Regions from separate parts of the Hordeum vulgare genome. Here region 1 is linked to region 2. Evidence: chromatin contacts called from public Hi-C data. All regions are on one chromosome and are shown on one strand. Each heading gives the region's core, a stretch centred on a gene start, on an enhancer-like site or on the middle of the called end of the contact. The rest is flanking DNA. Distances are from core to core; before and after follow the strand shown. Region 1 holds the start of LOC123439259 (17.9 kDa heat shock protein 2-like). Region 2 has its middle 8.2 kb from the start of LOC123439257.

Evidence for each region. Hi-C and Micro-C count contacts between places; a contact is called where the count stands out from the background.
Region 1: a contact with region 2 is called in a Hi-C map of seedling, with 2.9 times the contacts expected there. The contact joins the promoter of LOC123439259 here to the enhancer-like site in region 2. A contact is called at or near these places in 4 of 6 Hi-C or Micro-C datasets (leaf and seedling).

The regions. Positions count from the first base shown.
Region 1 is chr3H:13,400,018-13,403,380 of MorexV3_pseudomolecules_assembly, reverse strand. It overlaps LOC123439259 (17.9 kDa heat shock protein 2-like), which reads left to right and starts at 1,721. Exons shown (of 1, transcript XM_045115995.1): 1 at 1,721-2,685. The coding sequence starts at 1,919. The coding sequence ends at 2,416.
Region 2 is chr3H:13,366,459-13,370,065 of MorexV3_pseudomolecules_assembly, reverse strand. No RefSeq gene overlaps it. Among protein-coding and RNA genes, the nearest start is that of LOC123439257, 8.2 kb to the right of the region's middle. Within about 2 kb of position 1,840, at least 1 of the 3 cell types and tissues checked has open chromatin away from gene starts, as enhancers often do. A contact at or near this core is called in seedling, where this site is marked.

The DNA of each region.
Region 1 (3,363 bases), core at 472-2,971, 33 kb before region 2:
CCAACAAAGTTAGGGCTTTCCTCCGGGAGACCTAGGGAAAGGGGAAGTGAGGAGATCAGTCCATACCGACGCCTGCAAGGAGGGGAACGGCGTCCAAGCTGTCGCTGTCGGCGTGGCCGGCCAGGGATTTCGCCTGAACTAGATCTCCACCACCAGCAGCGCCTCCTGTATAGAACCGGCGACCAAGGGAAGCACGGCCCGACCAGGCTGACCCGCACGCCGAACAGAGGAGGAGAGGAGGCGCCAGATCGCGCGCACCGACCGTCGCAGAAGCCGCCACCAGCCGCCAACGATCACCGGGATCCCGCCGCCCGTACGACCAAGACGCTAGATCCACCGTCCGTACAGCTGCTCGCCAGAGCCTACCGTGCCTCGTTAAAGGAGCCGCCGCTCCAGATCCGGGACTCTCCACGCAGAGTCAGGGCAGCCGAGATCTCGCGGCCACCATTCTTGACGCCCTGGGCTTGCCCGGCAGCTGCCTCAGGCGGCGGCGAGGAGGTCAATCTCTACGTTCTAATCTTGTACAACACACACCTGCTGAGCAAGCGAACAAGAAGTTTGAAAAATGGAAATCTGTTGACGCAGAGGCGTTGGTACGGCGTATAAGAGCAAGTACAATAAGGTACAGTCAGCAGGCTGTAAGGATTAAAATAGTATATTTCTGCTGAGTTGGATGAGAGAGATGAGGAGAGAGAAGGGAAGCGGGCTCTTCGTGAAGAGCCAGCTCTAGCACATACTCTTAGGTGCTTTGTGAGAATGAAACGTGTATCATATATGATAAAATTAGTACTCTTTTATAGCTAACTATTGTACAAGCTAGCTATAAAGTGGGCTATAAGACTGCTTATAGCCAGCAGTTGGCTATACTATTAACCATGCTCTAAGAAACCTTCCCTTTCCAAATCACAAATTAATTAACAAGAAGGCCAACGAGTCACCTACATCTCTACAGTAAGAAAAAATGATTAAGCCACCGCAACAACGCTGTGCATGTAGCATCATCCCCAGTTAGCTAGCTTGTGCTCTCGCTAAAGCCCAGAATCTTGCGTGGAGCCACTAATGAATAAGCAGATCACACCAAGAAGTAGAATTGTTGCGCCATCGTTACCTCGACGTCGATCGAGATTACAACAAAGGCTACCTAATTAATCAGTGGTACAGCGCGCACGGACGTACGCCTTGGCCTTGCAGACGACGCGATCTTGTCGATGACACAACAACAACAGGAACGTGTGAGTGAGAAAGAGTGTGAACGGGACTGCACATCGAGGCCATAACTCTAGGACGTCGACCGTGCGACACGTCGCCCCACACCCGTGCCGACTCATGCGTACGGCGGCTAGCTCCCGGTGAGTCGCCAAGCCTAGCGAGGTGACGAGGATATGCCAACGAATTTATTGGACGACGTCGCCGTCGAAATGGTCCGGAAAAGTAGTGCACCGGAGGGACCGTTTGCGACCCAATTTTTGTAGCTTCTCGTGCGATATTTTCTTGCATAAAATGGCGCTGTAAAGTGTTTTTTTTTTTGGATAATTTTCAATGCATTTTTTAGGTGCATCGGGTCTGCTTTCATCGTTGTTGCTCGGATTTCTCGTGCGTGCTTTCTTGATCGTCCCCATATGATTCCATGCACAAAGCAACGAAGCAAGGACCCCTTCACACCACGTACTGGCCCAAGCAGCAAGGACAAGTCAAGCTACAGAGACAGCTGCAGCTCCGCAGGAAGGCGCAAGGTAGGTGGCTGGTCCGCTAGTGTATACTTTCGTCGTCCATAAATAGACGGTGCCTCGCTCGCCATTAGCCAGCTCCGAGCTAGCAGCATTCAGAGATACTACATATTTTCCAAGCTAGCCTGCATTTGGTACACACACATACAACAGACATACATATATTTCCAAGCTTGTTAAACGAGAGGAGGATGTCTATGGTGAGGTTCTTGGACACGCTGGCCCTGGACTCGTGGAACCCCTTCGGCAGCATCTTCGGCACCACGGCGTCCGGCGGCGCCGACGCGTGGCTGGCCAGCGACACCACCGCGTTCGCCGACACCTACATCGAGAGCCGGGAGACGGCGGAGGCGTACGTGTTCAGCGCCAGGCTCCCCGCGGGGGTCACCAAGGAGGAGGTCAAGGTGGAGGTGGAGGAGGAGGGCAAGGTGCTGGTCATCGCCGGCGAGCGGACCCTGCGGAGGGAGGCCAAGAGCGAGACGCGGCACCACGTCGAGCGCAGCTGCGCCACCTTCTTCGGCAGGTTCCACCTCCCGCAAGACGCCGCCTTGGGCCAGGTCAGGGCCGCCATGGAGGACGGCGGCGCGCAGCTCACCGTCACCGTGCCCAGGGTCGGTGCCGCCGCCGCCGCCGTGGCCATGCCCGAGCCTCCCATGGCCATCGAGGTCGTCGAGGCCAGCCCGTGCTGATGGCGATCGACGCCGGTGCCGACTACGGACGTACGTGCAGTAATAAGTTGCTGCTCGTATGTATGATCTGCTTGATGGGTCCGCAGCAAATTGTGGTGTTCGATGTACGTAACTACGTACTACTTTCATCGGCCATTCGGCCTGTAATATGCATGCGCACAGTCAAGTTTGCATGTACTCTTACTTGTCAGTTTTGGTGTTCACGGTCAAATTAGTGAAGTGTTCACTGTCAAGTTGATGAAGAGAAAGCCTGAATCATTCTACTGGTACTCGCTAATTAAATTCAGTACTTGTTAGAGCAACTCTAACCAATCCTAGAGAAGTAAACGGCCTGGTATCTTTAAGAGAGTACTTTTACTCCACTAAAAATGGTCATTTCTAACTGATCATTCAAACATAGCAGAGTAAAATTTACATTATTTTCATGCATTTTGTCAAACTCTTGCTATTCGGTGGGACTCCGAGGGCACCGCGAGGCCAAAGTCATAGACCATGAGGTTCCCGTCGGCGTCAAGGAGGATGTTCTGCGGCTTGACGTCGCGGTTGGAGACGCCGGAGAGGTGGAAGTAGATTTTTTTTAAACAAAAACTGTATTCTTTATTATAAGTTCAGAAACATGAGGATACATATGATATCGGGCAAACTAGTGAGTCATAAATGGCACACGGGTTATACAGATGATGAGGATACAGATGATATCGCCGCTAGCGTGGAAGTAGATGAGTGTGGGCTATACCTCGCCATGAGCAACCCGGCCTGGACGGCCCGATCCGACCCGTCCAAAAATCTCGGACCAGGCCATGCCTAAACTTACCATCGGGCCGGGCTCTGCCTTGAGGAATGCAATTTTAAGCCGTGGTCAGGCTGGGCCAATCGTGCGCACTCAGCTTTTTACTCCCTCCGTCACGGTTTAGAAGACAATAGTTAAATTTACGTGCGTTTCTAAA
Region 2 (3,607 bases), core at 591-3,090:
GTTCGTCATATACTTGATCTGGACGTTGTCATCCTTCGGCCTTGTGACAGCCATCGAGCCGAGAGTAATGGCGATCATCTTCTTCTTTTGATCCGTCGTCGGCCTGTCCCAAAGAACTTTGTAGCGTGAGGAAGCCATTGTGGAAGTGGTGCCGAGAAGAGAAAATGTCGGAGCTGGATAACTGTGGCTATGGTTGGGTGACAGAGGGACCGACTCGTGGCACTGGAGTAGCCGTCTTAGCAACCACATGGCATTAATGTGGGAGACAGACTCATTGGACTGGTCGCCATTGTGTCGTTAATGCGGGAGACAGACGGATTGAATGTGGAGCAGTCGCATGCATGGAAAGCGGCGCGGGCGACACTCTCTTGGCCAGCGCATTGCTTCAATTTCGGCGCTAGTGAGAAGTCTCGTCCATTTTGGCCAGGCATGAATACAGCATTGACACTATGGAGCGGCGCTAACCATTTCAGACACGAAGGATTTATGGGCGAGCACAATCAGACGCAGGGCCTAGGTGTTGTCCGAACGCGTGCAAAACCCAACACATTTGTCTCTTGTTTACGTAAGAAAGTACATCCAAACTGCAATATGGACCGATATAAATTCGTGTTGGATGATTTCCGTGGTCGTGACTGTACGATCCGAACGGATGCGGGAGATTTGCGGATTACCTTTGTAGATGCTCTAAATTTGCACATGTTGTCTTAGCAGTGAAGGAAAGAGTTAACTACGTATATAATTTGTTAGGCCAAAATAAATATTTGTCATATCAATTGCCAAATCAACAATCTATCAGCAATAGTAAAAATGCAAACAAAAGAACCCATCGGCTTGAACAAATAAGCAGATGTATGGTTTGAGAGTGACTTAGGGAATCATAATGCCCGCCATACACAAATCCTCCTGTTCTACAACACATGATATTTTATGTGTTTAATTTATTAATAAAAATATTAAAAATAAATTCTTAATTTAAGAATTATGAGGAAAAAACATGGTATCGGCCATAGGGAATGAGGCCCATGGAAAAGAGTTTCAAGGGTCAAGGTTGAAAGAGGAGGGAGGCAGGTGGAGAAATACCATTCCAACTAGGGTCTTCTTGTGCGTCCAGAGCTGAAGATAAAGCAGGAGTGCAAGCATTCTATCAAAATTTATACACATCCCAAGGCTACAATGATATGAATGCGCTACTGCAGTTTGTTCCGGAGAGAGTCAATGGCAATATGAATGCATTCCTGGATCAACCGTTCGGGCCGGAGCCCGGAGGAGGTTCATACAGCTTTATTCCAGATGTCTCCCTCCAAAGCCCCAGGTATCGATGGTTTTACTGCAGGGTTCTTCCTGCGGCACTGGGATCTGATCAATGGCGACCTTGTGCCGGCTATTCTTGGCTTTTTCAATGGTGGTGATTTGCCGGTTGGGTTTATGTTGGAGTAGCCCAGCTCTTGTCCTAGCTGGCCGTAGCCCTACCTCTCCCCGTCTCTCTGCACTCTCGTCAAACGATCAGGGAAAGAAGAAGAAAAGGGACATAGGAAGTTTCCTAACGCCACAGCCGCACGAACAGCATCCTTTTTATCTTGAGCACGAACTCAATTGCCGGCTCCAGTACAACGTAACCATACAGCTTTATACCTAGGCAAGTGACCGGGCACGCACCCTCACTCCCTGCCTTCTCGCGTCCACGATCCGCACGCCTCGCTCCGCTACGACGCGTTCCCGCGCGCAGCTAGCGGCCAGCTCCAACGGACGTGCGCGAGATCGCCGTATAGCTAGCTAACTGCCTGCCTTGTATTCCTACGCCTACTCTGCGCGAGTGCTTGGTCACCCCGTGCAACACACACACGCACACCTAGCCCATGAACCCGATGCACCCGACGTGCCCGATGCGCGCCCATACACGTACCAGCCACGCCGAGTTCATCGCCACGGTTTTTTATGTCCTAACAGTTTAATGATGCGTATATTACTCTTATTCCGAAGGTAAGAAACCCACAGTCGATTAGCCAATACCCACCCATTTCTCTGTGTCCAGTTTTTTTTATAAGATCGCTGCCAAGATGATTACTAATCGTCTGAAGGAGATTATGGATGCAGTGGTGGGGGAGGAACAAAGTGCATTCATCCTGGGCTGCCTGATTACTGACAATATGGTCGTGGCGTTTGAAAGTGTTCATACTATGAGGAGGCGGAAAAAGGGAAAAATTATTCTTGTGCTGTCAAGTTGGATATGATGAAAGCCTATGACCGAGTTGAATGACATTATTTGGAGGCAATCATGCTCAAGCTTGGTTTTAGCTGTCGGTGTGTGAACCTCGTGATGAAGTGTGTGACCTCCGTCAGGTTCACGGTGAGAGTGAATGGGGATCTCCTACCTGTGTTCACCCCCTCATGTGGGTTGCGGCAAGGCGATCCAATTTCACCATTTCTCTTTTTGCTTTGTGCGGAGGGACTTACTTCTCTGCTTAACTATTTCCCTAATGTTCATAGAGGTATTCGAGTATCCTTCTGAGCTCCGTGGGTTAGTCACTTATTGTTTGCTGACGATTGTCTGATCTTCATTAGTGCAACTCAGGAAAGTGTTGACAGGTTCCCTTGATCGTCGAGCTATGCATTGGATATCATGGGACAAGCTTGCATCATCTAAGGCTGGTGGTGGCATGGGGTTTCGTAACCTCGAACTGTTTAACCTGGCGGTATTAGGTAAACACGGATGGAGATTTATCGCTAATCCGAATTGCCTGTGTGCTAGGGTTATGAAGGGTCGTTACTTCCCTGACTGTGATTTCATGGCTGCTACTATCCCGAAGTCCTCGTCCGCGATCTGGCGAGCTATCATTGCAGGCAGGAACGCGAGTAGGAGATGGGAGTTATATCTCCATCTGGGAGGATTGTTGGATCCCTGGATTGATCAACTTGTCGCCCTCGGTCATACCGGGTGGAACTACTCTCAGTACAGTCGATCATCTCATTGACTCTGACAATTGGACTTGGAGGCAAGATGTTGTTCGACATTTCTTCACTTTACCTGAGGAAGCTATTCTGAATATCCCACTGCATGCTGGTGGTGGGGATGATTTCCTGGCCTGGGCTTTTGAAAGGAGTGGCTCTTATTCTGTCAAATCTGCGTTCCCTGCTCTCGTGACTCGGAAAGAGCTTGTTGCTCTAGAGGAAGGGAAGGTCACCAACACCTCAATGAATGACGAACAGATGTGGAAGAAGCTCTCGAAGCTTAAGGTTTTACCGAAGGTGCGTGCCTTCTGGTTGAGAGTTGTTCGTGGTATTCTTCCACATGAATGCACCTTTCGACGTCGGCATATAAAAGTCATCAACAGATGCAATGTTTACTTGGCGATGGTTGAGGACCTTATGCACGCTCTAGTGCATTGCTCTCATGCCACTTTGTTGTGGGAACATGCACATGACCTATTTGGTATTCGAAGGCCCCGCCTCCACCTAGATACATGGTATCGAGATATATTATGTGATGGATAGTTTTCTGATGTACAGAGGCCTCAGATAATCTCGGACATGTGGTCTATATGGCACTCAAGAAACAGGGTGACGCATGATGATGAGCAGCTCGACCCGTTCTCCTCTATCATGC